Linked DNA regions of Gossypium hirsutum: region 2 is linked to region 1. A link is a contact called in public Hi-C data. All regions are on one chromosome and are shown on one strand. The core of a region is the stretch at or near the end of the contact, and the rest is flanking DNA. Distances in the headings are between cores, read along the strand shown.

Region 1 (7,149 bases), core at 1,936-4,435:
TAGATTCAAATTTCTGTGATTCAAAATTATTTGAGAAATATTGATGAATGATTCTATTTTGATGTTTACTTTTCCACCAATGAACTAAGTCTTTTATGGGTTGGAGTTGTTTGGGTGAATGTTTTATCATTTTTAATGCCTAGGATTTGAGATTGTCTATATCACTGTTACATTTGATTTATGCTTATTTTAAATACATGCATGCAAGCTCTAAACATAATTGAATGTATGGTGTGTTCTTAGATGTATTTAATTCTGAAAAGGTTAAAAATATTGGATCTTGAATCGTTTGATGCAAGCGACTACTCGACAGAATATTCGTAGCACTCTAGACATAGATGTTGCAAGTTGTATAGAGAGGACGTTCATTGCAGTTATCAATCCCAAGTTCTGTAGACGTACATGAACTTAGATTTTTAGCTTGAGATCTAGCTACCGAAAGAGGCAGATCGCAATAGCGAATCTCTGGGCAGTAGATTAGGCAATATTTTGCCATGGCATAATTTTGATATGAACATTTCACCTAAATAATTCCAACCCTATTCATTCAACAACATAAATACTCTTGATATTCTCTGTGAATTGAATTGCCACATCATTTTATTTGCCATATCAATTCTTTGTTCTTTATCATTTAATTTCAGTAATTCATTAGTCAAGTTTCTTATTCACTCTGAGATTATTTCCTAATATTTAATGTACTCAATTTCTTACCAGTTTCCGATCCTTGTGGAGACGATACTTACTTATCACTTTATTACTTGAATAGCGTGTACACTTGCACAATTGTAATAGTTATTTTACGCGCAACAGTGATCACCTTGCGATCAAGTAAGACACTTGATAACCCAAGTACACCCATACATGAAGAAGAGGTTGTATCCGAGTTTGTTGATAAGCTTGTGGAGGAAACCAAGCATAAAGATCCAATCGAAGAAATAGCGAAAATGATGGTTGAGTCAGCAATTTCAAAGCTGAGCACAACAAATGTACCATTCCTGTCAAGGTTAAAGGACAAACAGAGGAGGGAAGAGGCAGATTTTGTAAGTTTTCTTAACTTGTTTAAATCCCTCAATGTTAATTTGTCACTCTTAGAACTCATTGATAAAATCCCGAAATATGCTAAGTACCTAAAGGAAATTATGGCAAGGCATAAGAAATTGAAAAAGAGTGAGCAAATCAATATTGACGCCTTATGTAATGCTATCATCACGAAAAAGATACCCCCAAAATTAAAGGATCCGGGTAGTTTTACAACTCCAGTAGAGATAGGGGATAAGCATTTCAATAAGGCTCTTTGTGATTCAGGTGCCAATATTAATTTAATGCCTCGATCAATCTATTAGAAACTTGGATTAGGAGAGTTAAAAAATACTTCGATAACACTACAGTTAGTCGATAGGTCCCTAGTACGCTCAAAAGGTGTGCTAGAGGACGTATTAGTTAAAAGTGAGAGGCTTCATAATCCTGATAGATTTTGTAGTCTTCGAATTTGAGGAAAATCAAAAGATCTATATTCTGTTGGGCAGACCATTTTTGGCCACATCTATATCGACCATCGATCTCGAAAAAAGTGAATTAATAATGAAAATCGATGGTGAAATAAAAGTGTTCAAATGCAGTCATGATTCCCAAAGTGAGAGATTACTAGGGGAGGAATGTTTCATTTTATTCAATATAACCCCTAACAACCTTGATTGAAGGTACTTGTGTAAGTGCAAGTAAGCTAAATTCGAAGGAGCGGGACAAATGGAAAGATCCCGGTTGGAAGGGACTATGTTGGACGGACTGTGATGATCAATAGAGGCAAAAAAATTCGATTGTAGAACTCAATGAGTTATCGGACGGTTCTGGTGGCAATACATAATTTTTAAACCATCAAATTTCAATTAAATTTGTAAATATTATAAATTAATTTTTGTTTTACAATTTTTTTATTTTAGTATTTTTTATTGGTCATTTATGTTAAATTTAGTAGGAAGATGGCTTCAAGCAGCAAGAATTAATTGTAATTTTCTATTATTTTTCTTTGTAGAATAAAATTTATCTAGCAGTTTTCATTGTAGGTGTTTAAAAAATTAAGTTGCTGAAAATATTAATTCTTAATTGATAGAAATTTTTCAACACTTTATCAAAAAGTGCATTAGTAAATTTTTAAATATGAAATATATTTTTAACAATTATCTTTTAATGTTGACAATATTTAAAATATTTTACACTAATTTGTTTAATTTAAAATATATTTTACACTAAATTTTGCTAACAAAATAAGTAAGCAATAAGGCATTTTGTTGGCACCCAAATACCAAGGTTTAAACTCTACGTGGTGGGTATGCCTTGCATGTATCGAACTTTTTGCAGGTAATTAGAAAGACAATCGACGAGCAACCGATGAAGGCCCAAAACAGGTCTGACGCGACAACGTTTGAAATAGTGAAGCAGAGACGACGTCGCAATGTGTTCCCACAAATATCGGGTTTCTTTTCCTAATTAAACTCTGCAATCTTTTCCTAGTTGAACTCTGATTAATCTATGATATTTTAATTTTATTAACACTCCGTATTTAGCCTATTTAATGGGTCTTTGTAACATTATTTAAAGATTTCATAGATATATCTGTTGTGTGAGATTTGATAACGAATTTTGGGGAGAGTTTTTTAGAGAGCTTTGTTGCATAACGACAAATTTAGCTCCTAACATTTATCCATTTTGCTAATGGGTTCTATTTTTTTATTACTTTAACCTTAAGTTTCAAATTTTAGTCAAATTTCTTTGTTTGGGAAGGAAAATTTTATTAAATTGTTAACATTTTTAGAGAAGTTGACGTGGCATCTTGCATGGCAGTTTACATATACTTCATTGATGTCATACATATATATTTTTTTAAAAATTATAACCTATTGGAAATTTGTTGAATTATTTAATAATTTTTATTTTTTTAAATATTTTTATGAAGTACATGTGAATTCTGGCATGAGTTGTCACGTTAGTTTGCTAAAATTTTTATGGTTTAGTCAACTTTTCCATCTAGAAAAATGAAATTTGATTAAATTTTGAGAGTTAGGACCAAATTGAAAAATGGGGTAAATATTAGGGGTTAATTTAACCATTATGCCAAAAAAATTTCGAGATTAAAAGGATAGAGATTAAATTTTAAATGAGCAAAGAGTAAAGGGACTGAAACCTAAATTAGACCAAACAAACGAGAATTGCAAATCTAATATAAATATTAAAGCAGGAAAAAAAAACCCCCCGAAAAACTCTCATCGAATAGAGGGTAACTCCCTCATCAGTTATCACCTTGGGACCTTGATTATAGGTAGTCTTTCATGTTTTTGCGCTTTAATCTTTAGTTTAGTGCATTTCTAATTCTGGGTTTATTTCAAAAGTACAATTGGTAAATACTAGATTTCAATCAGACATTGATACCTGCATACTGTTCGATGAAATGCCTAAGAGAGAGAGTTAGTGTCGACATTGCTTAGTTTTGACATTGCAAAGTCTTTTGCTTGTTTCTTTTCAGATTAAAGGGCTTGAAAATGGGTTCTCAACAAGCTATGGAAGCATTCAAAGTATATCGTGTCCTTCTTAAAGCAGTGAAAAACCACATTGGAAAAGAAGAGTATAAAAAGCATTTTAGCCAGTATATAGCAGAGCAATTTAGGAAAAACAGTCAACTTTCAGACCCTTCTTTAGTTGCTCAAAGAATTAAGCTTGCCAATGATTATACTTATTTGCTTAACAGTGTGCATCATCACAAGGTAATTGCTATGTTTCATTGCTTTGGTTTTAGATTCACATATCTTATTTTGTCTGCTAGGTTTATACAACATCTAATTGTTGATATAAGTAATATTATGCATTTTCTTAGTTACAAAAGATGATATCTTTTTACTTCTAATTATCCAAAGATGTTTATTTTTATATTTAAAAGCCCTTTGCTTTTTTTGATGCGCTTCGGCTCTGCCAAGAGCCCTACGAGTCCAAGGGATACATCACACAAGTCAAGTATTGTCTTCGGTTGGGGTGTTGTCTCTTGACTTTGCCGAAAGCCTTGGTGGCCTCATAGAGTGAGAGCGTTTCAGAATGAAACCATGCACAAATTGAAGAGTTTGCTCACAGTTGGACTCAAGCTCATAAGCTATAAGGCTCTCAGCTGAGTTGGGAGACAAAACTACCGGGGACAATATTGAATTTTTGAGGGTCTAATCCTCAACAACTTTATTTTTCATAAAATAAAAGCTAAAACTGCAAAACTAGTAATCAAAAGGAGTCTATTTCTCCTAGTTTAGCATTGACTGTTGCTTGTTAGACTGTGGACTCTGGTGTGAGTGTTGGAATCGGGTTTTGTGCCTAACACAGGTATATTCAATTTTTTAAAAACTTTTTCTACGGATGGTTCTAGGAAGGCTATATCTTCATGTCCATATCCAAACATATTGGATGATATGTTATGGGAATGTGACATGGTTTTTCTAAGATTGAAACAAGCCTTTCTTTTTGGCCAAGGATTAATAGAAGGCTTTAAGATGCTTGTTCATTGGTTTTTCTAATGGGAATATAGCTATAGTGTCCCTGTTTTTTTTTTCTCATGCTGCTTGTATGGACTATGGTAACTTGTATCAATCCATGCTACCTACCAATGCTTCATTTTTGTGCTTTTGAATGCAAGAAGTTTCCCGAAAGAAATGAATGTGATTTGCTTCCGGTTTTGCTACTTATTTGGCAGGACTTATTGTTCTCATACAACATAGCGGTTGATAGGTCAGATGAAATGAAAAGATTACTTGGAAAATCAGCTGCAAGTGTTGGTCTCAAGCTTCCTGAGGTTTATCAGCCTTGATGTCGGTGGATAATAATTTTCATCTTATTATTTGTCTAGGGGAGAATAAAATTCTTCATCAGGTATCATTTTATTTCATATAATTCATATGTTAGTTTTTACGAGACAAATTCTTGATTTATCTTTATCCAAGATGTTCTGCATGATGTGTTGTATTTTTTAATCGAAACTCTTGACAGTAACGAGGTTTTCATCGTGAGCATAGTCCTCTTGTTTGAGTTTGGCTTTCATATATTTCGATTTCCCAACAGTAATTTTCCTGTTGTGGTTGTTTTGTCAATACCGTGATCATGAGTTTTGCATGTTTCAAGACACAAGATAACATGATTGAAAGTATTCTTCTTACTGACAGAAATCAATTGCTAGCATTTGGGGTCTATTTGTTCAGTGGAGGATTTTTTCGTATTGAATGTTTGTTTCACGGAAGATAGTTTATCGACAACAAATCCCCTGAATGACCCAAGTCCTTAGAACTTGGGGCAGCATTGGGTTCTGCCATTGATGCTGTCTTTGCGTGTAACTTGTTCTTACTGATGATGATGATTAGGAGTCGTCGAAGTTGGTGCTTCAATGCGTCAATAAGTATGGTGAATAAGCGGAGAATACCGTTATGGGTGGGTCTGGTTGGTTTTGGGTCAATCATTTTGATTTTAAAAAATATTAGGTTTGGATTATTTTTTAGTTGAAGTTGGGTCATTTCGAATTTGAGTCTAATCAAATTTGACAGTTGGATTTTTCGAGTTTGGATCATCTTGGAATGAATGCTATTATGATGAATGATGAAAACGTATAGGTATCCAGATATATTTGGTAAAAGTCATGAACAATGTCATAAGCTAAAAATAGAGTAAAATGCAAATTTATTTATGATTTTCTTGTTATATTTTATACGCAGTTATGAAATTTAATATTATCTTCTTTTTTAATTCATTTTAAATTCGTTGACATAGTCATTTAGAATTATAAAATGATAAATTATTGTATGATATAAAAAAAGAAAACTATTTTGAATTCAGTCAACAATTATTAAATATTGGCTAAATGTTCAAATTGAGCTCAACATTTTAGGGGTTGCTCATGTAAAGTTAAATTTTTTAAAATGGTCATATAATGGTCTAATCTTTTATAAAATGCTCAAATGAATGTCAAATCTTTCCAAATGGTTTCTCAATTATCATATACGAAGTCTCAAATTATGTTTTTATTTTTTTTTCTTTTTATGCAGTAGTTATGTGTTTTATTCTAAACATGTCATCTTTATTTAATTTTCACTATAAATTGGATTGAAGTGCATGAAAAATTATTATTTAAAGACTTTTGTGAATGTTAGGTTTTTATATGATCATTTTGAAAGGTTTAGTCCTTAAATGAGCAACTCTTAAAATGTTAGATTCTAATTTAAGCATTTAGCCTTAAACTTTTAATATTTTTAGCTCAAAATAAAAATAAAAAGGATATCGTGAACGGGTAATTTACCAATAAAAGTCCTATTTTTTCAAAAATTACCGAAATTGGCCCATTATTTTATTATTTACCGGAATGGTTCTTTTCCGGGAAATCGCGTCCACGTCAGCGCGATGTCAATGCACGCGCCAGGACATTGCGTCCACGTCAGCACGAGTTGCTGACGTGGAAGCAAATCGCACATGGACGCGATGTCACCCGCGCGTGAACAATGCCCAATGGTCAAAAATTTGACCGTTGTCCCCCCCAATGGTCAAAAAAAAAACTATAAATACCCCCACCTCTTTTTATTTTTTCACAAACAAATCCTCTTTCAGATTTCCTCTCAATCCCTCTCAAATTCCTTCCAAAATTCTCTCAATTTCCTTCCAAAATTCTCTCAATTTTCTTCCAAAATTTCAATTTCTTCTCAATTTCCTTCAAAAATTCTCTCAAATTCATATTTAATTTAAATTTCTTCTCAATTTTCTTTTTTAAAATAATTTTAAATTTTTTTTATATTTTTATAAATCGTAAAAATTTGTCCGATTTCATCAATGGTCGTATCATTGACTCGTCTTGATAGGCATCACATATCGGTGGAACAAATGAAAGTTGTAAGTATTAAATTTAATTTTTAAATATTATTTAAGAATTTTTTATTTATGCATTTTTAGATAATTATTAATTTATTATTTGTTATAAAAGGCTGTAGATCGAGTATTGGAATGCAATATCCGGAATATGTATGCTCCTCCATCACCGTTGGTAGAGAACTACCTGCGGGAAGCGGGTTTCTGGCACGTGGCGACGATGGGTCGGGGATGCAAGTTGGACCCGAAACTGATCAGTGCGTTGATCGA
Region 2 (7,149 bases), core at 1,414-3,913, 340 kb before region 1:
TTATAAACTTATTTAGTCACAAAGTCATTCCACTATATTATCATGACTGAGCTCTCCCCAACGACATACCATTACGAAAGCAAATAATTAATGCTCGTCCCATTACCTTGTCATTAGTGTGTTGCCCTCATCGGATGTCCTTAATCTTTTTGGGATAATATTTGTTCTTCCAATATGATTTTACTTTATCTCATGGTAACCATTACATCTTCCTTCATGAAAAGTCAATCACTATCAAATAGTAATCAAGTCATCCATCACAAAGACAGAAAACTCGTGGCCACGTTTACTTTTCATCAACTATGTAATTCCAACGAGAGGATATCATTTACCCATATTTTGGACTATGAATTCCACTATTGTGAATGATGCTACATACTACAAAAGTCGTACACTCAATGCACCAACTTTCGATTCCTTATTTATTTGAACTCAGTTTTTTTACTTACATCAAAGTGTATAAGTCATACATACATAGTCCACAATCCACTTGGGATTTAGGTATGTCACACTATGAATGTCACAAGTGAATAAATCTATAAACGGATTCAGGATATATTCTACTTGGGTCCTGTTTGATGCACTATCAGTCTAGTCAGTCACATCTATGTCTCTATCTTCTGGGAGTCATCCACTCAGATGCCCAAGATAAGACATCTCTCCAATTGGACTTGATAGATGACATATTAGTCTTTCAATCGGTTTACTCATTTTCGATTAGACTAAGGACATGTTTAGATTCATCTACTAATACAAGCTGTCTTTCCATACTACGATTCGACCGTGTAATACCGATTAGTATTAGTTGTCTTTCGATTTCTTATATATTTTCTTCCATTTTTCTTTGCGTGCAAAAACCATTTGAGGACAATTATACAAAGTATATTAATGTAATTAATAAATTTGTTTTATTAACCAATCTGTTTGAAAAAACTACGAGTGTACTTAGACGAAAAAAACTACACTTAGGGCATTAAATCCAACACTCTGCTATTCTCATACCCTTAGTTTGCTTAGAGAGTGAGCTCTAATTACACTAAACCTATTTCACACAATGAAAAGTTATTGATAGTCGAGTAGGAATATCAATTTCTCTATATGAGCTAGAAGCTTAAGTTGATCTCTCGAAAAATATAATTTATTTGTAGAATAAATATCACTATAAAATGTAACAACCTTACTATGGTATATTTTGACCTAACTCATAGTCTCTATTTATAGAGAAAAAACACGAGATCTAGTTGAACAAGAGGGGAAAAAATAATATTATTTTAATAAAAAATACATAGTCCCACTAGGACTATATAAACTGGGCGACGCCATCCCGGTGTCACCCCTTTTTGGGACTAGGATTTGCACCCATCATGTATTAAATGGACTATTAGACATGTTTCATGTATTGGGTACAATTATATATGTTATTTGGACCTTAAACCAGCTCATATAAGTTATCTAACCCAATAACTAATCTTCTATTCCCAAAATATTATTTAACTAATTGATTAAAATAAATTTAATTAATTCACTCAATTATAATTCCACTAAAATCATGATGACTTTACCGTACTAAAATTTATGAGTAAATTAAATAAGACTTAATGGTATAAAAGGCCCTCAAACATTTAAAAAAAATCAATTAAACTCTTGTAAATTTTTTATACTTAGTATCTTATTAGTTTATAATGTTTTCTCACCCAACCAAAACTTACAATCATATGGAGTGAGGATATGGAAATACATTTGGACTACTAAAGTAATACCAATGGAAAATTGTACTATTTCATTACCATTTTAGTCAATTGATGTGATAGGTGATCATCTTAATATTCTGTTTACACTATTGGAGAATGCTTTGTTCAAACCCAATAAAATTTTCATACTTGCACTTACTCAATAATGTCAATTTTAATTTCTTCTTTTAACAAATTATAAATTAATCTTGTTATCAAATGTCGAGTAGAAAATTATTATTTATCTAATATTCAATTTGATATCTAAGATTTTACTCTCTTTTTTCGGTTTAACATTTTATTTAATATTTGAATTTGTCATTATATTTAATATGGTATTAATGTCTTTTAATCCTTTTTGTAATACTTGTATTTGATAAAAAAAATTTATACATTTTGATATGTGAAGATAATTATGTTAATTTTTTAGTGTTTAATTCAGATTTTAAAGATGATAAAAATTCATAATTAACTAATAATATTAATAATTAACTTTTATCAAATCAACCTGAAATCTCTACTATTAGAATGCATTTAACAAAAAAAACAAATATAAATTAAATGAATTCGCAATTAACACTAAATCTATTCTATTAACAAAATCATAAAAATTCAAAACTAACACGGTTAGCTATTAACTTTCATAAAATTAATTTTAAAACCAAAATTGAATACCAAAATATAATTTTTTTATGAAATACATATACCACAATAAAAATGCCAAATTATATATCAAACCTTATTTTTATAATCAAATTTAATAAATATAACCCATAAAAGTAGTTTAAAACAATATTTTTCTAAAATCGGACTAATGATTAAATATCTAAATATTTAAAAATTTATAAAATTATAAAAAAATAGAGAAAACCAACCTTGTTTAAAAAAAAAAAAGAGAAAAGAAAAAGAAAACATTGTCCACCAATTGGGCAGAATCATATGGGATGATGATTCGCATATCCAAAACCAAACTCTCAAAACGGAGTTGACTTTTGTTTATGTTGGTAAAACAGGCGAGGCGGGGCTTCCAAAATACCTTGCTGTGGGATCCACCCCCCAAAATCCACAACCGGATACGCTTTGTTAGCCTTGTACCTCTCTCGCTTTGTCCTGCTCCCACCTTACTATATTTTCTTTCCCAAAGACTCCTACTTTTTATAAATTTCTTCTTCAACCGTTCCAAAACCCAGCAAAATTTTAAATATCTAAAACTAAAAATATCTTTCATTTCTTCTTCAATGGAAGGTGAAGCAGGTGGGTCCGTCTCGTGTGGGTCATGGATCCGTCGACCCGAAAACGTCAATTGGGTTGTCTTGGCCCGGATAATGACCCGACCCACTTCTTCTTCTTCTTCAGTTATTGAGATTTTCCCTTTTGATCCCAACACCACTTCTCTCTCTTCGTCTCCGTTGGTAAGTTATCACAAAATTAAAAAGTTTGCTTTTTCTTTTTTAAATTATGGAATTGGGGTTTCCATTTTTGGTTTTCTGGAAGTAGGGTTTTTATTCTTTTAAGCAAACGAGGTTGTCGTTTTCAGGGTTTTTTTGGATGACTGTGGCAATTCTCCCTCCAATTTTAAAGGGGGGGGGATGGTTTTTTATTTATTTATTATTAAATTTATTTTAATTGAAGAAACAATTTTCATGGGGTTTTCTTGTTTTCTTCATTGTAGAAGAAAATTTACTTTTCTGACTTCATTGTTGTATAATTTTTTAGGCTAAAATAACTTTATTGTTGCACCAAATTAGTGCTTGACTTTAAATTTTATACCTTGAAGATAAATTATTTTGATACAATAAAAGCTATAGCCTTACTTAAGAAAAGTGGAATAGTTTAGAGTTCTTTTAATTTTTTTTCTAAAAAGGGAAGCATTGTTTTTGTATAACTACAAAAAGAGTCATTGTCTGGTTTATGTTATTTGATTTATTTTTTATATTAGTTAGTTGGACTTGATGTTTATATATTTACATTTGTTATATTAGGCTAGGCATGAGCTTGAAGAAAGTGATGGTGATCCAATAACCATTGCAGTGCACCCAAGTGGAGATTGTTTTGTTTGCTCTACCACTAATGGAGGCTGCAAGTAAGTTCTTTCTTTTCCTTTTATTACACTGGTTTTTTTACTTGTTTATTGCCATAGCTCAAAAACTTGCTAGTAGTCAATTTTTGTAAGTATTAATTAATATCACTACAAAATGCTTCTTGATGAATATTAGGATGCTGTTTTATTGAAGTTATAAGAAATTTTGTTTAATCTGTTTATGAGATTGAAATCATGTCTGAGGTTGGGCAAGTTGTGTATGGGAATTTGCTGATTAAGTCTGTGACTAGTGGTTTTGTTGTATGTTTTGGCCTTTTGGGGAACTTCTGCTTTGGATTTCTCTCTGTTTTTATTAGTTTAAGTAAGGTCATGGAGAGATTGGGATTTTTCCATCTTGAGCATAGTCATCATATAGCTTGCACAAGGTTTCCCTTTTTTGGCTTTGGAGCTGTTGGATGGAAAAAAGTGAGATACATACATACATATATATATATGCATGTATTTAACTGGGGACTGGGGAGTGTTGGGTAGAAGAGGAGTTGAACAATTGCTTTTATGCATTGTGACCAGGGAAACAGGGGAAATTTTGAAAATTTTCAGATTGATGATTATTATAGCTATAATTTTCAGGCATAATGTTCTTATAGAATGAGATATTTCTTGTAATATGCAGGTTGTTTGAGTTGTATGGTCAAGAAACACATTTACAGCTGTCCACCAAAGAATTACCTCCTCTCCTAGATGCGGGCCCGCAAAAATGCCTAGCTTTCAGTGTTGATGGTTCTAGATTTGCTGCTGGTGGGGTGGTAAGTAGTTGCTTGGAATTTAATCAATATTTTGTGGGTTTTTTTTTCGTGTTGTTAACTTCTAATATTGATTAACAATAGGATGGACGGCTTAGAATCTTGGAATGGCCAACTCTACGCATCATTGTAGATGAAGTAAGAGCGCATAAATCCTTTCGAGATATGGATTTTAGGTAACAATCGAGCCTATCTGTATGCAATCATGCAGAAAATATTTTTTGCTCATTATTTTTCATACAATCTTAAATTATTTAAGTTTCTATTTCTTTTTAAAATGCAATAATCTAATTACTCTATAAAAATGTTATTGACAAGATAAGTGTTATAAGACTTATTTGCTCTTCAATTATCAAATAACCATTCGAAAATGGTCTGAATATCTTTTTGTTCATCTATGGATTTTGGTAAAAACATGAATCATAAAGTATATTTTCCTAAATTGATTAATCTCAATTTGGTTTCCAACCTAACTTTTGAATTTGGTCTGATCTGTTTGTCATATTCTAGCCTAGATTCTGAGTTCTTAGCTTCAACATCAACTGATGGTTCTGCAAGAATATGGAAGACAGAAGATGGTGTTCCTTTGATGACTTTAGCTCGCAACTCGGTGCCATTTCTTTAACTAAGCAGTTTCTTGTTGAATACTGCAGCTTTCAGTCTTCCTGACAATTTTTTTGGTAATGCCTCATCTTGTAGGATGAAAAGATTGAATTATGTCGGTTCTCCAAGGATGGGACAAAACCATTTTTGTTTTGCACTGTTCAAAGGGGTATGCATGTTTTGTTTCTTGTAAACAATTTACCTTCTGTTAATGTTTCACTTTTATGAAAGTTCTATGCTTTCTTTTGACAGGTGATAAAGCAGTTACTGCAGTTTATGACATAAGCACGTGGAATAAAATTGGGCATAAAAGATTACTCGGAAAGCCTGCTTCTGTTATGTCTGTTAGCCTGGATGGAAAATATCTTGCTCTGTAAGTATTCAGCTTTGCCTTATGGATTTTCGGCTTCTATCAAAGGTTCGTGTTTGGAAATAACAAAATGTACATCGTTGCTTTTGGTTTGACTGTTTGAAAATGTCAATTTCTTAATAGTATTTATTTTCAAACCTATTCCCGATTCATGTTTTTCTCACTGCAGAAATTTGTGCTGGAAACAGTTTTATATATTTAAGAGTTCTATTTCCATGGTTATATTGTAGCTGAAGGTGTGAATTGTGTGGTGTAGATGTGTCTGTGTGTCAATACTTGATATACATGTCATCTGTGTATTTGTTTTTACTTGGCTGGGTTCTCATGAAGAGAATCGAGCAGGGACAGATGAAAATGAATGAAGAGTTGGAGAAAGAGGGAAGGGCGGAATAGTCAGGATTTATGCTGCTCTGACTCTTCATTTTTCTTAGAGTACTCCCATATAAGGATCCTCCAAATACATGGAAAAACTTGGAAAAATTGAATGGACCCCGAGTTTGAGAATATAGGCCATGTGCCTAGGACTGGTTTATGATGTTTGGGAAAGTTTTGGAGAATTAATTACATTTATATTACTTGTCAGTGTATATGTTCCTTTAATGAATATGCTCAACTGTTTCTATTGTAGCGGAAGCAAAGATGGAGACATCTGTGTGGTTGAAGTAAAGAAGATGGAGATCAGCCATTGGAACAAGAGGCTACACTTGGGTACATCCATTGCATCACTAGAGTTCTGCCCTAGTCAAAGGTAAGTTTCAATGAAACAAGTACTACTTTGGCTAATCATTTCCAAGGCAAATTTTCTGGTATTTAGGTTTTTCCAAGTAGCGTTTTGAGATCGCTTTAGTCATGTGATCGAACTTAAAGGATCATGGAGCCCATGACCTTTTCCAGATTTAGTGGACCGCATTAAACAAAGATAACCTGATTGCTATTATCATAATGATAACCTGAGAAATGGTTCAAATGGGGCCGAAAGATACTGTTTATGTTGTTTTTACTTAATTTTAGTATGTTTACGTGGATCTTTCTTGAAAGCAATGAATTCTAAATCCTGGTTTTGCTGTGTTCCCGACGACATGAGGTTGGTAAATATCAATTGTGCTCTGCCAGTCTCTTGGTATTCAACAAACCCCATTATCATTGTGGGCACTCCCTAATCTCCTCTGTGGATTACAATTCTAACCTTATCTAAATGAACTTTTGGCATTCATTCAACAAATGTTATTACGGATTCAATTCACGTACTTTTGCAGTTCTTTTATAGTTATTTTCTTCTTTGTGTTATTATTATTTTATGTGGATGTAGGTTAAATTTGAAACCAATTTATTTGCGTACTAGCTTATTGTTGTTACCATACATTACGTATAGATAACTGAAATGGTTGTATGAAGTATGAACCCTAAACATGTCATTCTCCATTCCTTGCACACACCATTTGACCAAGGACTCGTCCCAAATTTTTAAAGATTCAATTTGATAATCAATATGGTCCCTTTTATTTATTCCGTCCGCTTTAATTTTAACCTTTTTGCTTTTCCACACCGTAATGATGTACATACATTTGACCAACTAGACTTGCCATTGATTTACGGATTATA

The links. A called contact is a pair of places that touch in the nucleus more often than the background predicts.
Region 2: a Hi-C map of leaf shows a contact between it and region 1, with 1.5 times the contacts expected there. The contact joins the promoter of LOC107922614 here to the promoter of LOC107921198 in region 1. A contact is called at or near these places in 2 of 34 Hi-C or Micro-C datasets (leaf and petal).

Annotation. Positions count from the first base shown.
Region 1 is chrD01:26,342,141-26,349,289 of Gossypium_hirsutum_v2.1, reverse strand. LOC107921198 reads left to right here and starts at 3,185. Exons shown (of 4, transcript XR_001690968.2): 1 at 3,185-3,319; 2 at 3,524-3,761; 3 at 4,730-4,905; 4 at 5,196-5,710.
Region 2 is chrD01:26,684,945-26,692,093 of Gossypium_hirsutum_v2.1, reverse strand. It overlaps LOC107922614 (SEC12-like protein 1), which reads left to right and starts at 2,663. Exons shown (of 10, transcript XM_016852725.2): 1 at 2,663-3,142; 2 at 3,713-3,813; 3 at 4,445-4,577; 4 at 4,659-4,750; 5 at 5,085-5,184; 6 at 5,274-5,346; 7 at 5,430-5,550; 8 at 6,176-6,295. The coding sequence starts at 2,729.